Linked DNA regions of Zea mays: region 1 is linked to region 2. The links are chromatin contacts, called in public Hi-C maps. All regions are on one chromosome and are shown on one strand. The core of a region is the stretch at or near the end of the contact, and the rest is flanking DNA. Distances in the headings are between cores, read along the strand shown. Region 1 holds the start of LOC100282151 (ribosomal protein S11 containing protein). Region 2 holds the start of LOC103635295.

Region 1 (6,535 bases), core at 3,051-5,550, 140 kb before region 2:
CTCCTTGCTTCCGTAGGGGGCTGAGAACCGCCGTCGTCATGGACGCACGCGGGGAGCCATCATCACTTGTTACCGGGGCGAGCCTGGATGGGACGCCGGTCTTGTTCCCCCGTAGCCTGAGCTAGCTAGGGGTAGGGTAATGATGCGTCCTCCGTGGCGCGGTCGGTCCGAGCCCGAGGTCGGGCGAGGCGGAGACTCCTCCTGAGGCCGAGGCCGGGGTTGGGCGAGGGCGCGATTCCTCCCGAGGCCGAGCCCTGGGGTCGGGCGAGGCGGAGACCACCTTCCGAGGTCGAGGTTGAGGCCAAGCCCTGGGGTCGGGCAAGGCGAAGACCACCTTCCGAGGTCGAGGTTGAGGCCGAGCCCTGGGGTCGGGCGAGGCGGAGACCACCTTCCGAGGCCGAGGCGGGGGCCGAGCTCTGGGGTCGGGCGAGGCGGAGACCTCTTCCTGAGGCCGAGGCCCAAGGTTGGGCGAGGCGAAGCTTCCTGCTGCGCCTGAGGCTGGACTTAGCTGCTATCAGCCTCACCCTGGCGGGTGGCACAACAGTCGGAGAGGGGTGAGCGGCGCTGTTTTCCTGTCAGGTCGGTCAGTGGAAGGGCGAAGTGACGGCGGTCACTTCGACCTTGCCGACTGAGGCACGCGTGTCAGGATAAGGTGTCAGGCGATCCTTGCATTGAATGTGCCAGCGATACGGTCGGTTGGTGAGGCGATTTGGCCAAGGTTGCTTCACAACGAAGCCTGCCCGAGCTGGGCTTCGGGCGAGTCGAGGGTGCGCCCGTTGCTTGAGGAGGCCCTCGGGCGAGGCGAGAATTCATCTGGGATTATTGCTCCCGCCCGAGGCTGGGCTCGGGTGAGGCGAGATCGCGTCCCTTGAGTAGACGAAGCCTTAACCTGAATTACGCCCATCAGTCTCTGCAGCTTGTGCTTATGGTGATTACCAGCCGAGTTTAGGAGTGTTGAGGTTACCCCTAATTATGGTACCCGACAAGTATCATTTAAAGAGTGGCATCATAATTATCAAGTTGAGCAGTAGAACAAATTGTTAAGCATGGTATTTATCCCAGGGTAATCAAGGAATAAGGTTTGTATTTCTAGGAAATCATATTTAGGCAAATCCCATCAAATTATGCAAATATCCGAAAAGTAAACATTATTATATGTATTACTTGGGTACAAACATAAATGCAGAGGGAGAATCCACTTGCCTTGCTCAAATGTGTCGTGTACGTCGTCTTCGAACGTATTTGGTTCGTCTACCACATAGTCAACTTCTAATACAGGTTCACATATCGTATATACAAAAGAAAACATTCACCAAATAAATAGACATACACCATTACATGAATAACATTCACCATTACATGAACAAACATATACTATTACATGTATAGACATATGCCAAACAAACCATACTTATAAAAGTGCATAGAATAAAACCTAATTCATATTCATTTTATTAATCCACTCTAACTCTACTTTGGATTGTTACTAGTGAAAGCTATATGGACATTTGACTACAAAAGTATTTTACCTAACATAGCTTAGTTGTAATGACTTAACCAATTCTACAGAAATTAATTATCAATTAATTGTTTGTATTATAAATAATGATTTCCTTTTAGTTTTATCTTTTCTTTCTAACAGAAAATGTCATTATAATTATCAGAGCTCAAAATATTTAATAATAAATTAAACCACTGATTAAACTATAATACTTGCATTATTATGAATTCTATATCACTTACTAATTCTGTGTTAAGAAAATTTTCATTGTTTATTTAGTGAGCCTAAATGAACCTATGATTATCAACTTCTAGATAAATTATAAAATTCATCATAAACCAAATTAACTATGAAATTACCTATCTAGTGTTTTAACTACTAACACGGGTCTACCAAATTTTGTCATACTTCTTTCTAATCCAACATTCTAAATCATTATAAACAAATAACATGACTAATAACAATTCATTAATTTATCGCATATATACCCAAAAATCAATAATTCACATACACATGAATTCTGAATCACAACACTCCCATATTACAACACAATAATTACAAAATTCATAAACTAATTCAAAACGTGATTTCAAAAATTAATAAAATTATTCCGGGTTGTCTTCAACCTTGTGACGAACGGACGTTGGCCTGGCACGGGGGCACAGCGCGGCGGCGAGGAACGACGGTGTGGGCGCGGTTCCGGTGAGGCACGGCCGAACAGGGGCTCGACGGGGGCGTGGTAGGGGAGGGCGCGGACAGTCCGATGCGACGACAGACGCTCCGGCACGGCTCCGCGGATGGCGGCGGCGGCTCCGTCGGTGTGCAAGGGCGAGGGAGAGAGAGGTGAGGGAGAGGCTTGGGCGAGGGGAGAGAGGTCCGGCTCGGTCGGTTTTTATAGACGACGAGGGGGAGAGGAAGGGGCGCCGAGGAGAGGGAGAGGCAGCTGGCGGCTTCAAAGCCATTAATGGCGGCGACTTTATGAGGGGAGAGGGAGTGGGGGAGAGACACGGTCGTTTCTGGCGCAGAAGAGGAGTGGGCGGCTCGGCTAGACGGACCGACGCCAGGACACGATGGCGGTGCAGCGTTTCGCCTGCGCGGGCGCGCGGCTGAGAGGGAGTGGGGGGAAGAAGAAGGGTCGCGGGGTCATGCGGGCCCACGCGCCATAGAGAAGAGAGGAGGGGAGAGGGGCGCACGCCGATGGGCCTGGTTGGACCGATTTGGCCAACCGGCGCTAGGGTTTTCTTTTTTTTCTTTTTTTCTTTTTCTCTTTTTCTCTTATCCTTGTATCCAAAAATATAAATATATATACATATATATATATATATATTTAAATATTTATAAAAATCCATAATAATTATACTAAAAATATTACAATTAAAGTATTTATTTTTTTACCAAAGTTCTCATATTAATTAATTGGGTTTTTATATAAAAGAAATTTTACAAAAACAAGCATCAATCAATTATGAACAAACAAAAATCATTCCAAAGATGAATAAAATCAAATACTTGATTTAAAAATTTCCTTACTATATTCTCTACTATAATTTAAATGCATTATTTTTAGTTGATGGTTTCTGAGCACCGGGTGGCTCGCAGCATGAGCAGGTGGACACCATTGCACGGCGAGAAGCAGTCCCCGAGCTGGTACCCCAAATCTCGGGCCATCCAACATGGCTAGGCTAGGCGCGGATGGGCCCTCCTCCGGTGCGCGACGCGGCCCTAGCGCAACAAGGGTGCAGGCCCTATCGACGGTGCCGGCGTGCGACGGGATGGGTGCGGGAGACAAGGCTGCGAGCCATACTGCAGACTATATGCCTGTTTGGTTCAGCTTTTTTCTGACCAGCTTTTCTGAGAATCTGGCTGTGGAGAGAATTTGGCTGTGGGAAGAATCTGAGTATTGTGTGGATTACGTGCAGAGAAAGATGAAGTGGTCCAAAGGGTTTAGGATCTAGAAAGCAACAGATTCCTACTATCGTGAAGATTCGGCCGATTTTGTGTTCATGTTGATTTTGGACGGTTTTTACCAAAGCGATTCTTATAGAAGCTGGCTGAAAAGCTGAGGCGTTTGGCAATCTGCAACAGTTTTTGGTGGCCAGAAGCTGGAAAAAGCTCAAACAAACAGGGGCTATGGCGTGCGGGGCACTGGACCCGCTGTTCCCAACACCGGCGATGCGCCCCGGATATTTGACCGCTACATCGGTGACTCCTTCGGGGCTAGTGGCACGATGACGTCGTTCTTGTGGGAGGTTGCGGCTTCTACAGGAAGCCTGAATTTTTTTTGCCGCTAAGAGTAGAACCAATCTACCGATGAAAAATACCATACCATTCGATTGAGTAGAGGAATCAAAGTCTGTCGTGTACGACAGTTCGGCTAGGCCGAGAGACCTACCAGTTTGACGAAGAATCAGTGCAGATTGGATCCGTAGTAACATCGAGGTAGAGTGTGCTGATAACGTGTTGAATAACTACGTTAACACGGATCACCAGATACACTCTCTTCCCTTCCGTCAGTAGATTAGGCGCGGAGAAGGTGTAGATCATGTTTCCCTTTCCACGAGCACGACAGTAAAAACGCACAGAAGACACGATGTATGGTTGGGTCTATGACCTCTTTCTCTTCTCTTCTCTTATAATGAGGTACATATTCCTTTATATGGAGACGTGAGATTCCTCAAATGTATAAGTGGTATTTTCCCACATAATCTAACTAGGGTTTCTTAACAAGATAGGTCTGTTTCTAGACTGTGTTAATGGGCTTTAATTATTTTCGTTGAGGTCGAGCACACAACGTGGAGCCCGGTTGGGCTTCAACTAGAAAATAAAAAATAACCCATCTCATCTCAGCCCAACCACACTGATCCACCACCCTCCCTCTAGTTGAGATACTGCCGCCGCCGCCGCCCCGCCCAACGCCAGGTGCCGAGGCCTTCGCCGGCGAAGAGCGCCGACCGGGTATTCACACCCCCTTCTCTTCCCTGGCTGCTATGCAAAAGACCGAGCGCCTACTAGCTTACTTCTAATTTTGTTCTTCTTGTGTCTGAAGTACGAGATCGAGGAAGACGGCCATGTTCTCATCCGCCCGCCTTGCCCTACGCCGAGCTGCCTCTCTTGGGGCGGGCCTCTGCCGCGCCGCGGAGGATCCCTTTTCGCGAAGGTTTCTCCATGGGCAGCTCCTCCCACGTTCCTTTGCCTCAGATGCATCGGGACACAACAGGGTATCTCTATATCAACCCAACTCTCTTGATTGATTTCGTTCTCGATCTATTTGGTTAATCAAGGAGACCATGCATCTAGCCCCAGGTAACAGGGACTAAATTTTAGTCCATGTCAAACATCCGATTAAATATTGTCTAATTACAAAACTAAATTCATAGATTAGGACTAAGTGGAAAAACGAATCTATTAAGCCTAATTAGTATATGATTCGTCTATATGATGCTAAAGTAAACATTTGCTAAATATGGATTAATTAGTCTTAATAAATTTGTATCGTTGTTTAGTCTTTATCTGTGTAATTAGTTTTGTAAGTAGACTATATTTAATATTTGTAACTGGTATTCAAACATCCGGAGAGACTAAACTTTAGTCATGGGAACCAAACACCCCTATTTAATTCCCCCCATTTTGTGATAAAAGATAGAGTTGCCCTCTTTTCGCCATCTAGCAGTATGTAGTGTACGTTGAATTGAAATAAGATTTATTATTGTATGAGTTGGGGACTTTTTTATGGGTTAGGGATTTTTCTGTGGCGTATTTTTTCATGAAATACAATTTGATTCCATCCTATTCACAAAAGCATTGACTTTTCTGCCACTTGTGGCCAATTTCCCTGATGCTACAGCCTACGGCTGTTGGTGATAGTATTGATTAATGTTCAATCCCTTGCATAATATTTCATATAGTTGTAGGTTTCTCATACGGTCATACCTCCAAACCTACACAGGTGCTCACGAATACCCTAGTCGTATACACATGAAAAGTAACTATAAGCTGTTGCGTTGCAGCTTGAAATTGAGATGATAATATTAGGAAGCATGTACTCCTTCCGTTCCCTATCTTAAGATCGTGAAGGTTTGTCCTAATTCAAAATTTTGAAACTTTGACCAACAATATCTATAAAAATAATTATTTTTAAATTTACAAAAACTATATATTGTGGTAGATGTTTTGATAATAAATGTAATAGTTTCATTTTTATTTAGTCAATATTTATGAATATTTTGTTATTAATGGTCAAAGTTTTAAAACATTGACCTAGGACAAACCTTCGTGACCATAAGATGGGGGACGGAGGGAGTAGCATGTTTTCACGTGAGTCCTTAATTTTAAAAGTGTAGGTTTTTGTTTTCGTTACATTCTGTAAAGAATGAACAACGTTTCCACTGTTTGTATATTTTTTGTGTCGCTAGTTTTAGGCACAGTCTCTTGCCTCATTTTCCATTCTCCATGCGGAGCATTGATATTATGCCTTGTAAACCATAGAATACCGAGATCACATTGCATCAATATCACTGCTTATCAGAATTTTAACAGAATCAATTTTGTTTATCCAGGGTTTCCCACCTTCTGGGTCTGGAGTTGTTGCAGATACGGATCCACGTCAGAATTTTAACAGATCTGGTTTTGTGTCTCAAGATATTCGTGCTAAGACACAGGTCAACTTCAACAACACAGATAATGGAGCGGCGATGTAAGTAGGCCAATCTTATTTCAATTCAACTCACTCATATATCTGTCTATTTCATTCATATTTGCTGATCACTCATTTTCGCTTCACTCTGGCTCGACATAAAGGTCTGGGACACCCCGTGGCCAGAACCCTTTCAGCTCAAGGGAGGGCTTCACAGTCAACCTCCGCACCTTTGCCATGGACCACGAACAGTATTCCAAGAAGAGAGCTTTCGTCCACGTCCTACTGAAGAGAAAGAAGACCTTCGTGACGGTGACAGACTCCAGCGGGAACAAAAAGACGGGTGCCTCCGCCGGCTGCTTGGAGGACAGGAAAGGACGGTCCCGTCTCTCCCGATACGC
Region 2 (6,888 bases), core at 1,986-4,485:
ATAAATCATTTTGTTAGAAGGAAAAAGAGTATAATCAGCTCTATACAAAGTTCGTAAGTTCAATTTATTGTCTAATGTTCATAACAAAAGCAAAATTACATCACACACTCTAAGTCAAAGCTACAAAAAACATCTAACTAGCATTATCTCTAGCTTTGTGTTATTTATCAAGTATATGAAAGTGTGGAATGAAGTGTGGTTTTAATAAATATATGGGCCTTTTCGTGCCTCTATATGGGCCATTTCGTGCCTGCCTTAAACGAGCCGTGCTCGTGCCCGCCCATGGGCCGTGACCTCGGCCCAAACCCGGCCCGATATAACGGGCCGTGCCGGCCCGGCACTAAATTATTTCGGGCCGTGCCGTGCCGTGCCGTGCCTGGGCCGTGCTTTTTTCCGTGCTTCGGGCCGGTCCACCAGGCCCGGCCCAAATGTACACCTATAGCTAGGTTGATGGTACCGTACTTGTGCTGAGCATGAGCGAGAGGCTGTTCACCCCTGACTGTGCGCGCAGTGGTCGTAGGTAGAGATGACAACCAGAATTTCTCCGTCGGAGAATGGCTCCTCATCTTCGTCCTCGTGAAGAGAAAAATTCACCGTCCCTGCGAATGCTTATGGGTGAGTTTTTTCTCCCATCCCGACCCCTATCGAGAAATTTATCCCCATACGAAATTTGCCCCGCTAGAAGTATCGACATTTAAAGATAAATTTAAATTGATTGTATCATATTAATACAAATTTAACAAACAAAATTGGAAATTACAAGTGACATATACTTTAGAGTTTAGTTTGTTATTTTATAACATGTCATGCACTGAGTTTACTATAATTTTAACAAGTAAATAGACTAACTTGGATAAAAAAAGTTTCATAGGGCGGGTACACGAGGAACAGGGACGAGAATGCTTCCCCATTCCCGTCCCTGCGAACCCAACGGAGATTAAATTTTTTCCATTTAGATCCCCGTGGGGACTAAATAAGTCTCATACTCGTCCCTAGGAGAATTCTCCGCGGAGAATCGAGGATCAAGTCCCTATTATCATCTCTAGTGGTACGCAGTACTGGACTACTGCTACCTAGCGCTACTTGCACCATTAGGATCCTAGAAAACGGCTGAAACGCACAAAATCCTACGCCCTGCTGAAGAGCTACTGCCTACTGACCGCAGAGCTCTGCTGTGAGTGTGTGTAGAATTCAGTTCTTGTATAGATGGATTGGATGATTATGACCTAGCCATGGTTGACCCTATGTGAGTTAGTTCGAATGCCAAGAAACATGCATTGTTTGTTTCAGTTTTTTTCAGTATCTAACCACTAAAAACTACCGCGGACCGACAAACATCTAATTTTTCAGCATGTTTTTTTATAAAAATCGATTTGGTAAACCATCCAAAATTAACATAAACACATAATCAGTCTAGTCGTTGTAACAATAAAAATCTGTCACTTTATAGATCTTGAACCCTATAGATACCTTAATCTTCCACCGTATGTAATCTCAACGATACTTATATTTTCTCCATAGCTAGATTCTTCTCACAACAAAATTATCAGAAAAAAATAGTCAGAAAAAAGCCGAACTAAACGGACCTACCGATTTAGTTGTGCTTGGTTCTGAATCATTTCGTCCTCGGTGGCATGTTTTTAGGAATTTGCTTGTGCTTGTTACCCTGCAGTCTGTGTTGACAGTTCAATTCCTCTTGATAATCTTGATTGATAGGCTTTAGACGCGAGAGTGGTCATGTTCAAGAAGGAACGGTTAGTTGTTTCTTGGTACTTGCCTTGTCGATGTGGATCATATTTAAGTTCGATCAGTTATGCAACATAATACTCCCTCTATCTTAGAAAATAAGATGCACATATTTTTAGAAAAAGTCAACGTTTTAAAACTTTGATCAACAATTTAGCAAAAAAAAAAATATATGTTTTTAGAGTAGGCATGTTATATATTTAAATTTATATTTAAAAATACTTTAGTATGATGTTTAATTTGCATTCGTTGATATCATATTTTTAAAAAAAACTAATGGTCAAAGTTTCACTTTAAATACTCTTCCGAAAAAATATGTCTTTTTTGATAGAGAAAGTAGTATTTATAATTGGCCTTATAATTGACCTTGAACAAATACAAGACTGTACGGTCTGGTTTTTTGGAGGTGGGTGGGGGGAGGGGGTGTTGTATTTGTACGTTAAACTCGAGACTCTTGCAGACGATCCTCTGGCGTAGATGTCCTGAGAACTTGACTGAAAGATGATATCAACGCACCCCAAAGCAGCTGCCGTGCCAGACAGAGACAGCGCGGCAGTTTGTATATACAATAACGCTAATCCTTGTTGCCGTGCCTCTAAATTTCTGCTAGTCAACGCTGCGTCCAAGAATGTCCGACGAAACAAACATTGTATATATAGGGCGTGTTCGGCTGGCTACAAGCCGACACTGTTGCAGCTGTTTGGATTGCTGCAGCTGCAATCCATAGAGAGAAAAATACTGTAGAAGCCGCAGCCGCAGCCGGATTGCAGCCGCAGCAAGCCGCAGCGAACAAGCTGATAATACGAGGCCTCATTTGACCGGGAGACCTGTAACATATATGTCTGGACGCCTGCAAGAACGTGCTTACTCCATTTCGTGGGTTCAGCACTCAAGGCTAGCCGTCTCAACAAGGACGTACACTCCATTTCAATTTGCCGCCGCAAGAAACTAGTAGCCGTCTGAAGAACATAGCACTCCGTATGCGTCAGCACCAACCAGCCGCCTTCGCTTTGCTTTGACCTCACTCTTCGGTTACCTAGACATCCAACAACAACCACAGGTAGGTAGATGCGCCATCGCCGTATGTGCCTTGAGCACCTAGTATGGTTTACTACTACTATATATGGTAGCAGAACGGAGCTACTTGTCTTTCTCCCTTAGATTCTACTCAAGTTTCGGTAAAAGATGGTGTAACTTTTCGCTCAGCTTCAACTTCAACCTAAGCGAAGCTCTGCCTTTTTTTAAAAAAAAAACTCTGAATCTGAATTACATATGACAATGTTTCGATCAGTATTACAGTTCAGACCAGGGGCCCAGGCAAAAGGAGCAGAAAACGAGAGACGGCAGCACAGAAAGGTCGCCGCTGACAGAGCTATTCAGGTAGTAAAGCCTACGCGTGACACGCAGAGAAGAAACAGACAAGAACAGTCTTGGCTGTGTCGAGCTGCTACTGCTATAGGGAGTAGAGATAGCCTTTAGAGACGTCGCTTCATATCTGCAACAGACACCGGGACCCCCCTCAAGTCGTCCCTTCCTTTTCTCGCAACCCCCTCCTCTCCTCTCCGTTCTCCACTCACCACTCACCAGGCTCCAGCAGTTGAATAAATAAATAATCTGCTATCTTGCTCTCGATCACTCCAACTCTGCAAAGAGCGTTTGCTTTTGCTGGTAGTCCCTCCCAGTTTTAGTTTATAAGACGAGTTCAAGAGGAGTTACAGTCCAGTAGTCATATCTTGAACAAGAGTCACAGCAGCGGCTTTGCTTCTCTTTTGTTCTCTAGCATCTGTCCATGATTGTTCATGGGGGGTGGGGAGGTGCTGGCATGGACTTTTGGGCATTTACTGATCCCCTCATTCTCAAGATGCATGCAGCAAGTCGAGAACTGGAGGTGGCGATAAATGCCTCAACAAGTCAAGAGGAGAGAGAAACCTGCAGCGTCTGTTCAGCATCTTTTTTTGCTTGTTTGCATTTATTATTTCGACGTCTGTAAGGGAGTGAGACATCCGAGGTTCTAGAGGAGACGCATTGCAGCACAAGGCTTGGGGAGAATTGAGTTTTTAGTTTCTCTTTTTGGTCGTGGCGCGGGGACATGAAGAGCGGCACCGCCTCCGCGCCCAGCGGCGGCGGCGGCGGCCTGGCGATCACCGAGCGGCAGAAGCCGGCGCCGTCGCGCGTGGCGGCGCTGTTCCAGATGTTCGCCAAGAGGAAGCTCTTCTCCTCGTCCTCCAAGAAGAGCAAGCTGCTGCCCCCAGGTGAGTTGAGATCGCGACGGTACTGCGTTGTCCTTTCTCCGCGCAAACAATCCCCTTCCCCCCCTTCGTGGTTCGTGCAACTATGCGAATCCGCCGCTTTTCGTAAGCTTTCGTCTCCGGTGTTTCAGTGCGCGCGCACAAGTTCTCTCCTGGGAGACCGCTGGCCGGCGGCGACAAGACGAGGCCCCTTCTGGTACGGCACACTCACCCCGTTTTATTTTTCTTCGTCTTAGATGTTTTGGTGGTGAAACGGCACTCTTCCTTCGAATTTCTGTTTTTGAATTTGTGATGAACTCGCCATGATATCTTGGGACCTCTGGTTTCTGCAACAATCTATGGCTGAAGTGCCAAATTCTCCTGCCCCCCGAGACATTTTACCGTTCGTTTTGTTCCCCAATAGCTCTAAACTCTTTCATGTTTTTTCCCCTTCAGATTGATTCTGCAGATTACTCAAGAAGCAGAACTGAATGCAACGGCACCAGTCACTACCCACAGCCACAACCTGGCCAAGACAGAAACTGCAGCGAGAATGGAATGCGTGCTCCCGGGGTGGTTGCCCGGCTGATGGGTCTGAGCTCGATGCCGGCTGCTGCGAGCCATCAACGGCAGACCAGAGCCACCACAAACTCCCCTGAACCCGGTGACCACTGGAATTCAGGCCGTCAAGATCGGTCTGGTTCGTCTCGTGGCATATACACATCACCTCAGCAGCAGCAGCAGCAGAAGACAAGGCAGCAGCCCGTAGACGATCGGCACCATGGCAATGCAGGTCAGTTCAGTGCTCCAGATACACGGCCATTGTGGCCACGAAGGCATGCACACAGAGCAGCCTCGCCTGTCAAGAGCCCAAGGTCATTGTCAAGCAGGAACAGGGCTCGGCTGATCGAAGCAGCGGTCAGGGTTCTGGAGCCTGGTTTGCAGTCCAGGAACCGCCGTCTCTCTAAGAGGCATGCGTATCTGGAATACCCATGCAGCAACGGTGATGGTGCGCCCAGTTCTGCTGCTGCTGCTGCTGTCCGACATAATGTCTCCGATCAGTTCTTGAGAAATATTTGTGATGCTGACATACCGGCATCAGGTGCTCACAATCTAGGAGCTGCCTCTCTGCACAACTCTATTTCTAATCGGAGGACTGAAGAAGATACTTGTAAGAAGAGCATTCCACCGAGTAGGAGGTCAGACCAGAGCACATCATGTCAGTTGCAACCTGAGTACTTGCTCATCGGCTCAACTGAGAAGGCCGCTGGATTCGCTGATACAAACCAAGACGCACCGAGAGAACAGCTGAAGAGCAACATATCCCGGGACAGTGCTCCTCGTGGCCCTCTCAAGCAAAACAACCTGAAGCAGAATGCACTGCCCGCGGCAGATCCAGGGTGTGTGATACAAAGCAAGAAGCATGGAAGCGGGGAGCGAAACGTGAGAAACAGAACCCAGGACTTCGTTTCTCTGAACAAAAGGATGGATGGCAGTGCGTCTTTGAGGTCGAAAAGAAAGGCGCTTGATAGATTCGGCGAGCCACGTTGTAGTGCAGAGGACAGGAACATGATGAGCACGAAAGGTTGCCGAGCCAGCAGCCTTCATGGTGGAACCTCTAACAAGCTGGAGCTGAGGACTGGAACACCAAAAGCTATGGTAACTGCAAAAGGAGCAGGGTTAATCAGCGAGAAGCCGAAGCCTGCCAGTCCAAACCGTGCAAGAAGTGGTTTACAGAGACAGACAGTGCCACACAACGTTTCAAGGGCTAACAAAGAACCAGGCACCATCTCTCTCACTTCCGGTTCACCGGTGAAAGCTGCGCGTGGTGACAGTGCTAGTGGAACTGGAGCTGGTACCGCTGTTCAAGTTGATAGTTGCCCTGAGAGACGCTCTCGTAGAGACTGTCAGAAGACGTGTCCTCAAGGAGAGATAGTTTTCTGGGAAGATTTGAAGCGCACATCAAATCCGTCGCACACTGAACCCGGGTTCTCCAGCCAAGATGAAGTGAAGAATAGAGTGATTCTTGGTGGTACAGCAGCCTCTTCTTTGTCTGGGAAGAAGAGTGGTGGCCAAGTTACAGAGGAATCCTTAAGTGAGGGACTGCTCAGGCAGCGCAACTCGCTGGACTGTGCGGTTTACGACAACAAAGACCCTTATGAAGTGGCTAGCTTGCGTGGAACTCGTAAGAAGAAACATGCGGTCAGTACTCTTGTGTGATTCTGATGAAAACCACAACCTATTGTCTGACAGAAAATTTCCTTGCTCGCTACCATCTGCAGGCTGGTGCAAAAGGTAGCAAGCCATCTCCATCTCCATGTATATCCAGTCCTACATCTACTCCTCACTCTGGACATGCTGGTGATGCCTGCGTTCCTGGTATTCCACGCCGTACTGCAGGTAAAGTCTAAAGAAACAGGAAGCTTCTTTTTTTTTCCCTGTGTATGTGTGCTGACAATAATCTAGCTATGTTGCTATGACTATTTGAGTTGTGCTCTGATAGTTTCTTGTCGTCAACTCTTCCCAGCAGAAGCTACCTCCACCACCAGCCATCCATGGCAAGATACAGCTGCCGAGAGAAACCCCAGAGGCGGCGATCCTAACAACTCTGGCCAACATGGCGTCCAATTTCAGACATCTGAACCCCACGCTGGGGAGGCTACGATCACAACATCTGTCGAACTGCTGCTAGCAAACGTCCGCGCGTCCACTACTCCACGTAAACCAGAGGAATCACCCAAGGCGTTCCTTCTCCGGACGACCGAGCGCGCTCTCGCCGCCTTGACGGCCGGCTCCAAGCAGGGCTTCGGCAGCACCGCCATCGAGGGCAAGGGAGCGAGCCCGCTGAGGAACCTCGCGCTCGACTGCGTCTGGGACTGCCTGGACTCGACGTGCTCTCGGCTCTGCGACTCCG

The links. A called contact is a pair of places that touch in the nucleus more often than the background predicts.
Region 1: a Hi-C map of bundle sheath shows a contact between it and region 2, with 4 times the contacts expected there. The contact joins the promoter of LOC100282151 here to the promoter of LOC103635295 in region 2. A contact is called at or near these places in 6 of 25 Hi-C or Micro-C datasets (bundle sheath, ear, leaf and 1 more).

The regions. Positions count from the first base shown.
Region 1 is chr8:66,506,621-66,513,155 of Zm-B73-REFERENCE-NAM-5.0, reverse strand. It overlaps LOC100282151 (ribosomal protein S11 containing protein), which reads left to right and starts at 4,300. Exons shown (of 3, transcript NM_001155063.2): 1 at 4,300-4,719; 2 at 6,058-6,194; 3 at 6,299-6,535. The coding sequence starts at 4,570.
Region 2 is chr8:66,365,883-66,372,770 of Zm-B73-REFERENCE-NAM-5.0, reverse strand. It overlaps LOC103635295, which reads left to right and starts at 3,235. Exons shown (of 5, transcript XM_008657787.4): 1 at 3,235-3,998; 2 at 4,127-4,191; 3 at 4,431-6,176; 4 at 6,257-6,374; 5 at 6,505-6,888. The coding sequence starts at 3,836.